Regions from separate parts of the Mus musculus genome. Here region 1 is linked to region 2. The links are chromatin contacts, called in public promoter capture Hi-C maps. All regions are on one chromosome and are shown on one strand. The core of a region is the stretch at or near the end of the contact, and the rest is flanking DNA. Distances in the headings are between cores, read along the strand shown.

Region 1 (3,232 bases), core at 40-2,539, 1.3 Mb before region 2:
CTAAATTAAGGCTTCAAATATAACTAGCAATTTTCATTTTTCTTCAGAACATGTTTATATATAATATCCAGCAAACTAACCACCACCCCCATATTCTGTAGGGAGAGTAAAATATGCAAATGCAATTTCTGTTTCATAAACATTTAAAATTTCAATTTACCATACTTCAGTAAAATACTCCTAAATCCTTACATGTCTGCTATTACACTAAGCACTTTGCATAGCTCATGTTAGTTAATGAGCAAACAGTTTGCACAGCACTTAACTCTCTAGCCAAAAACAACACAGCTAGAAAATGGTAGAAAAGAGAATTCAAACCAAACAAACTGAAACATACAATTAAAACAAAAATACTCATGTTGACTTGAAAAATCACATTTTCAATAGTTACTCCCACTTAATATACATGCTGTCAAACACATTTCTGTGGGATTAATTTATTTTCAAGTCCACATCTGAAACTAAAAATAAATTTTAGATGCTATTGCATAAAATCATCCACCAAACTATTTTATGATGATTAGAAGAGTATTAGGTTCTTGCTTCATAAAAAAATCCTAGGAAAGTTCTTTAATTGAGTGTGTTTGTTAAATCCAGCAAGGTTGTAAGATCTATATAAGAAATTTAAGATTAGGAGCTTAGCATAATCAAATAATATTTTTTTTTTACTCTTTACCTAGTGGTATGCTATGAAATGCACTCCGCTCCCCCGAAGGTACGCTGAATGCATTCATTTCCCAAATAAAGACACACATTCCACGCATTCAGAAAATGGCTTGCTGAAATAAGTCACATTCTATTCAAGATTTTTTAGTCAAAGAAAAACAACTGAGCATTTTCACTACAAAATCCTTATGAAAAGTAAAAGCATATGAGACAGGGACTCTGATATGTGTGTGTTAGTATGAAAATACAAGGAATGCTTTGGTTTGGTTGGGGGGGCTGTCCTTGATTAGTTTTGATTTTATAAATATTCAGAGCTCATCTATAACAAGTACTCAGTTAAGATGAATACTGCAGAAGCATATTCTATCACTGTGAAATGCATTTACATTAAGGCCTGATTTGCGAGGACCTGGAAATCCTGCTTTCTTACAGCACCCTATGCAACCAATTTTACCAAAAGCTAAGGCACAAATATTTGCTGTAACTACTCCGTGTGTGTGGAGAATTACTGGTAATATTATAAATCTGTCCACGCAAAGAACAGTTACAATCACTGTGTCCTTTTCTAGCAAGATGCCTGTACACTGCAGTAATTTTTCCCTTTTGACTTTACACAGAGAGGAAAGCCACAACTCCCTCAGGACTGAGAATGCATTTCTCAGAATGCTCTACTCTGGAAAGCAAAGGTCTCTGGTCTCAGCTGATTCATTAGCATATCTAGTCCCTGAAAAAAGACTCTCATATTCTTCCATACAACCAAGAGAATGGACAATTTTGGATACATTCACTGCATACCTAATAACAAGAAATCTAGAATCCCTGGGGAAAACATGCTTCATACTTGCTTATGAATACAGTTGACTGAGAAAAAAGAAAATTAAAGTAAATTCTGATTTTTTTTTTCAAAATGCATTTATGGCTACTTATAAAGAAGCAGAATTTCACCCTGAAAATTTGATTCCAGAAAGAAAGACTTTAAGTTTTGTAGCCTTAAGTGAATCAGGCTGATGCATATAAATAAATGCGTGCTATAACTAATAACTTATTTTTAAAGAGAACAAGGAGCTGAGCATCAGAGTGCATGTCAGTAATCCCAACCTTCAGGAAGCTAAAGCAGGAGGATCAACACAAGCTCTAGGCCAGATTGGTCTGCATAGTTTATCTCAAAACTAAAGTGGGGTCCATGTGCTAGGGACATGGCTCAATGGTAAACCATTAGTCTAGCAAGCATGCTGCCCTATATTCAATTCCCAACACTGAAAAAAAATGGGGAGGATGGAATACTGAATGAGCTGTTTTGTCTGGATTGAGAAGTGCATTTACTGTCACTTTTGTCCCCATTATACTATTGCCTGCTTTCCTGTTCTTGCTGGAACCCTTCTCAAGATATTGCCCCTCTGTGTCCCTCTTCTACTTTCCTGGCGTTTGTGTATTCAGGGGATCCACTGAGTTTAATTAGAATTGCTTCTGTGAGCATGGGTGGGAAGCTATTTGCTGGGCCCTAGGCAGCTTATCAGTGTTTATGTCACAGAAAAAAAAATCATATGCTGAGCCTCAGGAAACATTAATTGTCAATATTCCCTCAGAGAGGATTAGGGTTTACTGGGTCCCTGGCCTATCCATGATGAAATGTTGGTAGGCCCAATATTATGCAAGCCTTGTACAGATAACTATAGCTACAATAACTTCATGAGTTCAACAGCTATGTTTTGTCCAGATGTCTTCTTTTTGTTGCACATTCTGCCTTTTGTAAGACATTCCCTGAGTGTTCGAAAACATAGCAGGCTTCTTTGTACTATTCTTTTTTTTTTTTTTTAATTTATGTTGGCTACACATGCCACTACCAGCACCAGCACCAACACAACCACCTCTACCACTACCACAGATCCTCCTTCACTTTATTTGGAACAATGTCTTTGCCTTTGTCTTACAGACCCCTAACCAATACCAATTCCAAACATGGACCCTTCCTTTAGAAAGCCAGTACAAGTACTGGCTGTTCTCAACCCTTTGAGACATGGCCTAGTTTTCCCAGGTCCTCACTCAGTTCTCTGTGTGTGTGTGTGTGTGTGTGTGTGTGCACGCGCACGCGCACGTGTGTGCGTGTGTGAGAGACTAATTTGACTAATTGATTTTTTTCATGATGTATATCTTGTATAAAATGCAAAAAAAGTGAGTTACATTCTCATGGATCCTAACCTAATAGCTCTATGTCACTTATGAATAAAATTTTAAATATGACCCATCCAAGATTCCAAAAACAGATGGTTCTCGTATTACACAGTAAGAGACAATGGAATGTTTATAGAACACTCAATATTGCTTTTCTTGTTCCTGCTCTCAGTAATGTTCATTCCCTTCACTTAATAATAAAAGGCTTGCTCAGTTTCTTAGCTCCAATTCTAGTGCAGGCTCCTGGGTCATTTCTCAAACACACATTTCATGTGTTCTTTCATACTGAACAAGATACAGGACATTGTCCACATGGGGCACAAAGAAATGAATATAGAACGATAATAAATCTGTGCCCCTGAGTTGACTATTAATGTTCTAAATTAGATACACC
Region 2 (3,370 bases), core at 189-2,688:
CAAGAAAATATGAAGTTAACTTTGGGATTTAAAACATAAAAGACCTCATAAACGTAAAATACCTTCTAGGTGTTTAGTACAGACGATAACAGTTTTGTTTTGTTTTTTACTTAAGACAGACAGCAGCAGCAAACACTCTCTATAAACAAGGACCTTATAAAAGAGATACTTCTTGAAAAAGTTTATCGTTTGAAAAAAATTTTAATTTAACGTTTATTTTTATACATTGCATACCTATAACTCTAACAACAGCATTTTAAAACTCACATATGTTTAAGTTTTGGTAGGTTGTTCTAGTATTTATGGTTTTACTGAAGGAATGATGTTAAAAATAGTAAGTGCTAAGGGAAAGTCTTTCCAGACAGATATCTTTACCTTTAACCCCCAAAGGTAGTTTTCCAGCAATGAAGGCAACTGTTTAAGGCACACAGAGAACTGATGAAATTTCCAAAGCTTTCAGTTTCATAAGTCTTGTTCTCCAACTATAAAGTGAGATGCAAACCTAAAAATAACCTTTACACGGTTCTGCCTATTGAAATGATTTCTAGACTGTACTTCCCAGAACTTTGTATTGAGCAAGGGTTCTCTTTTTCTTTTAATGAAACACGGACAGTTAGAAAACAGTCTGAAGCTTTTTACCAACTATCATTAACACAAAATAATAAAATATTCACTTTTAAAGCCAGTTTTGTTAAAAAAAAAAAAAAGAAATAATCCTAAGGATAAAAAGTGTATGGCATTGTGCACATAATTCCACAGGTTGAATTTAAGAATGAGGTAAATGACAAACTTCTGAGATTTAGCAATTACGACAATTACACTAACTTTCAGAGTAATATATGTAATTTCTATGACACTAAAATTGAAATGCCACAAATCTGCTTAAAATTCCCTCTTTTCCTAAGTCCAGAGAGTGCTTCTAATAAATCCACCTCTGGACATTTCTGAAAGTCAAAGGAACGTAAAATACGCCAAGCTCTATCTACGACCACCCCCATTACTGCTCCCACCCATTATAGAGATTTTATATTAATTTTAGACCATACATCAGCTGTGCTTAAGAAAAATAAAATTAAACCAACTAATATGAGAAAAAATTTCGAAGCAACATTACCTCTCAAGTAGAGCCGGACTTTTCCTCCTTCCCCTTCAACCCTACAACTCTAAGGTTCAAGATTGTTTAAAAAACCTCAACATTACCCACCACACTAACCCCTCGAGCCGTTCTTTTACACTGTCAGAATTTTTAAAAAGTACTTTAAAAGTCCTATACCTTTGTCTTCACCCTTTAAGACTTAAGCTCTGAGAGAAAGGGATGAGGGACGACCAGGACTGTGTGAAATCTGAGGTACGAGGTGGGCGGAAGGCTAAGCGGCGTCCAGGTTGACAAAAGAAAGAACTAGAAGTCCGGTGGGATGCCGGACCAGGTTTAGCGCAGTTATCCTGAGCGCACGTGAAGCATCTAAGTGGGAGGGACCTAAGCTTCAGCTCTCGGACTCCACCGCCCCCAAGCGACCAGAGCCATCCTAACCGAAGCGACTCACTGCAGCCATGTTGGCGTCGTCCCAGTCCCGCCTCTCTAGCTCGTGGGACTCCACCCACCACGGGTTCTAAACCGAAACAGGAAGTGGGCTAGGATCCCTCGAAACCCGCTACAACCGCCACCCTCCGCGCGCCCAAGCGACCCACAACTCGCGGGTCCAGCCCCTGTCCCGCGTGTTACCTGCCCCTCCCCCTCCTCCCGCCCGGTGAACTCGAGAGATCATGTCGAACATGGAGAGTATCCTTTCTGTTGGTCAAGATGCTACCAGGGCCTTGGGGGCTGGGGAGGGGGGGGCGAAGGCAGGGGTGCTGGGGACACGCCCAGGGGCTTGACCCTTTGGGCCCGCACGTGGGGCGAGGGAGCTGTGATGCGGATGGGTAGGCTCCAGCGGCCTGGGGTTGGCCTTTTTTTTATTTTTTTTATTTTTCACCCTCCTCCTCGCTGCGGCCGCCGCCTCCGCCTCCGCTGCCATCCTCGAATGTGGGGAGGGTCAGAGGAGCCAGTGGACAGACAGAGATAATTGAGCCCGTACCGCCCCTTGTTGAGGATTTCTGTCACCTGCCTTATCAGTGAATTTTTGGCCTCTTTGAAATTGACAGGGAATGGTGCCAGGACCTAGGGGAGGCGACTGGAGTTTGCCTATGGCTCCAGGCGGAGGTGTAGGTTCTCAAAGCGTACGTGGACAAACTGCTTTTGGCGAACTGCCCTTTAATGACTGCAGGTGACTGGTGATGAGGTTGAGCGATTGCTACGAACCCTCCGAACTAACTGTGCTCGCTTTCTGTTCCCGCTGCATTCTAATTTAACACTTGAGGAAATTCAGGTTATTCCTGAAGCCATAAAGTCCATCAGCCAAACCTGTCTGGCCACTTGGGCAATTAGTAGGGGCTAAGAATAAAGCTTCCTGGTGACGTCATGAACACAATTTGGCTTTCTTTTTCTTTTTCACTACTTAAATTCCATCACAGAAGCTCCATGTTGCTGTAATTTTTGCTCCTTCCAGGGGTTGGCTTTAGAGAAAAATAAAATAAATTGCTTTTTCTTCAACTCCAAGATAGCAAAAAGATAAACCATGGGTTATGGTAACTGTTCTGTAGCTCGTGTTAAGCTCTTTTGGCGCTATTAGTCTATAAGCCTGAAGTACAGGTAAAAATGGTTTTTTGATGGGTTCAATTTTATGTCATCCAGTAAATCTTGCAGCACTAGTCAGGATATGCTGTACATTAAAGTGCTAGCCTGGAGGAAAGGTGCAGATCATGAAAAGATGACCAAGAGAGGTCCTGTTTCTACTGCATGTAAAAAAAAATAGTGACTGTAGTATAGTTTTAATATTAGCATAAAGTGACAAGCACTTTATTGAACTCTGAGTCAAAATATCAGTTTTATTTCCCAAGTTCCTTGAAACAACAGTTTTCTGAATTAAGGCATGGTGTTCATCCTCTGTCACCCACTTGACTCATTTGGGAAGCATATTGTCTCACCTTTCAACCCTAGAAAGGCATTTTTAAAGTAAAAAGAAATGGTAGTGCCTACTGAATTGTATTTTTGAACATAATCTGAAGTATTAGAGATTTGAAGAGCTTTAAAATTATTAGCTCTCTTTTTTTTTCCTAGAAAATTTGAAAGGATTAGAGGCAGTAGCTTCAAAAGCTTTTATTTCATGTTCTGAAAATATGGAAGCAGGCTATTTTTACTTTGTCTAGCCTGCCTTGTATTCCCAGTAACAAAATATGTAGTTACTATTTTTTCTTTCTTTCTTTCATTTTTGGTTTTGTTTGTTTGTTTCTTTGTTTTTGAGACAAGGTTTCTCTGTGCAGTTCTGGCTGT

Evidence for each region. Promoter capture Hi-C pulls out the DNA fragments that hold promoters and counts their contacts.
Region 1: a contact with region 2 is called in a promoter capture Hi-C map of liver, with 5 times the contacts expected there. The contact joins the enhancer-like site here to the promoter of Tent5d in region 2. A contact is called at or near these places in 11 of 39 promoter capture datasets (the 3T3-L1 cell line, 3T3-L1-derived adipocytes, the C10 cell line and 6 more) and 1 of 115 datasets of contacts at active chromatin or transcription factors (large pre-B cells).

The regions. Positions count from the first base shown.
Region 1 is chrX:109,131,783-109,135,014 of GRCm38.p6, reverse strand. All of the region lies in intron 1 of Sh3bgrl (SH3-binding domain glutamic acid-rich protein like), which reads right to left. Among named protein-coding and RNA genes, the nearest start is that of Sh3bgrl, 38 kb to the right of the region's middle. Within about 2 kb of position 1,289, at least 17 of the 459 cell types and tissues checked have an H3K27ac peak or open chromatin away from gene starts, as enhancers often do.
Region 2 is chrX:107,814,545-107,817,914 of GRCm38.p6, reverse strand. It overlaps Tent5d (terminal nucleotidyltransferase 5D), which reads right to left and starts at 1,438. Exons shown (of 6, transcript NM_001163104.2): 1 at 1,274-1,438. It overlaps 2610002M06Rik (RIKEN cDNA 2610002M06 gene), which reads left to right and starts at 1,581. Exons shown (of 8, transcript NM_025921.3): 1 at 1,581-1,780. The coding sequence starts at 1,765.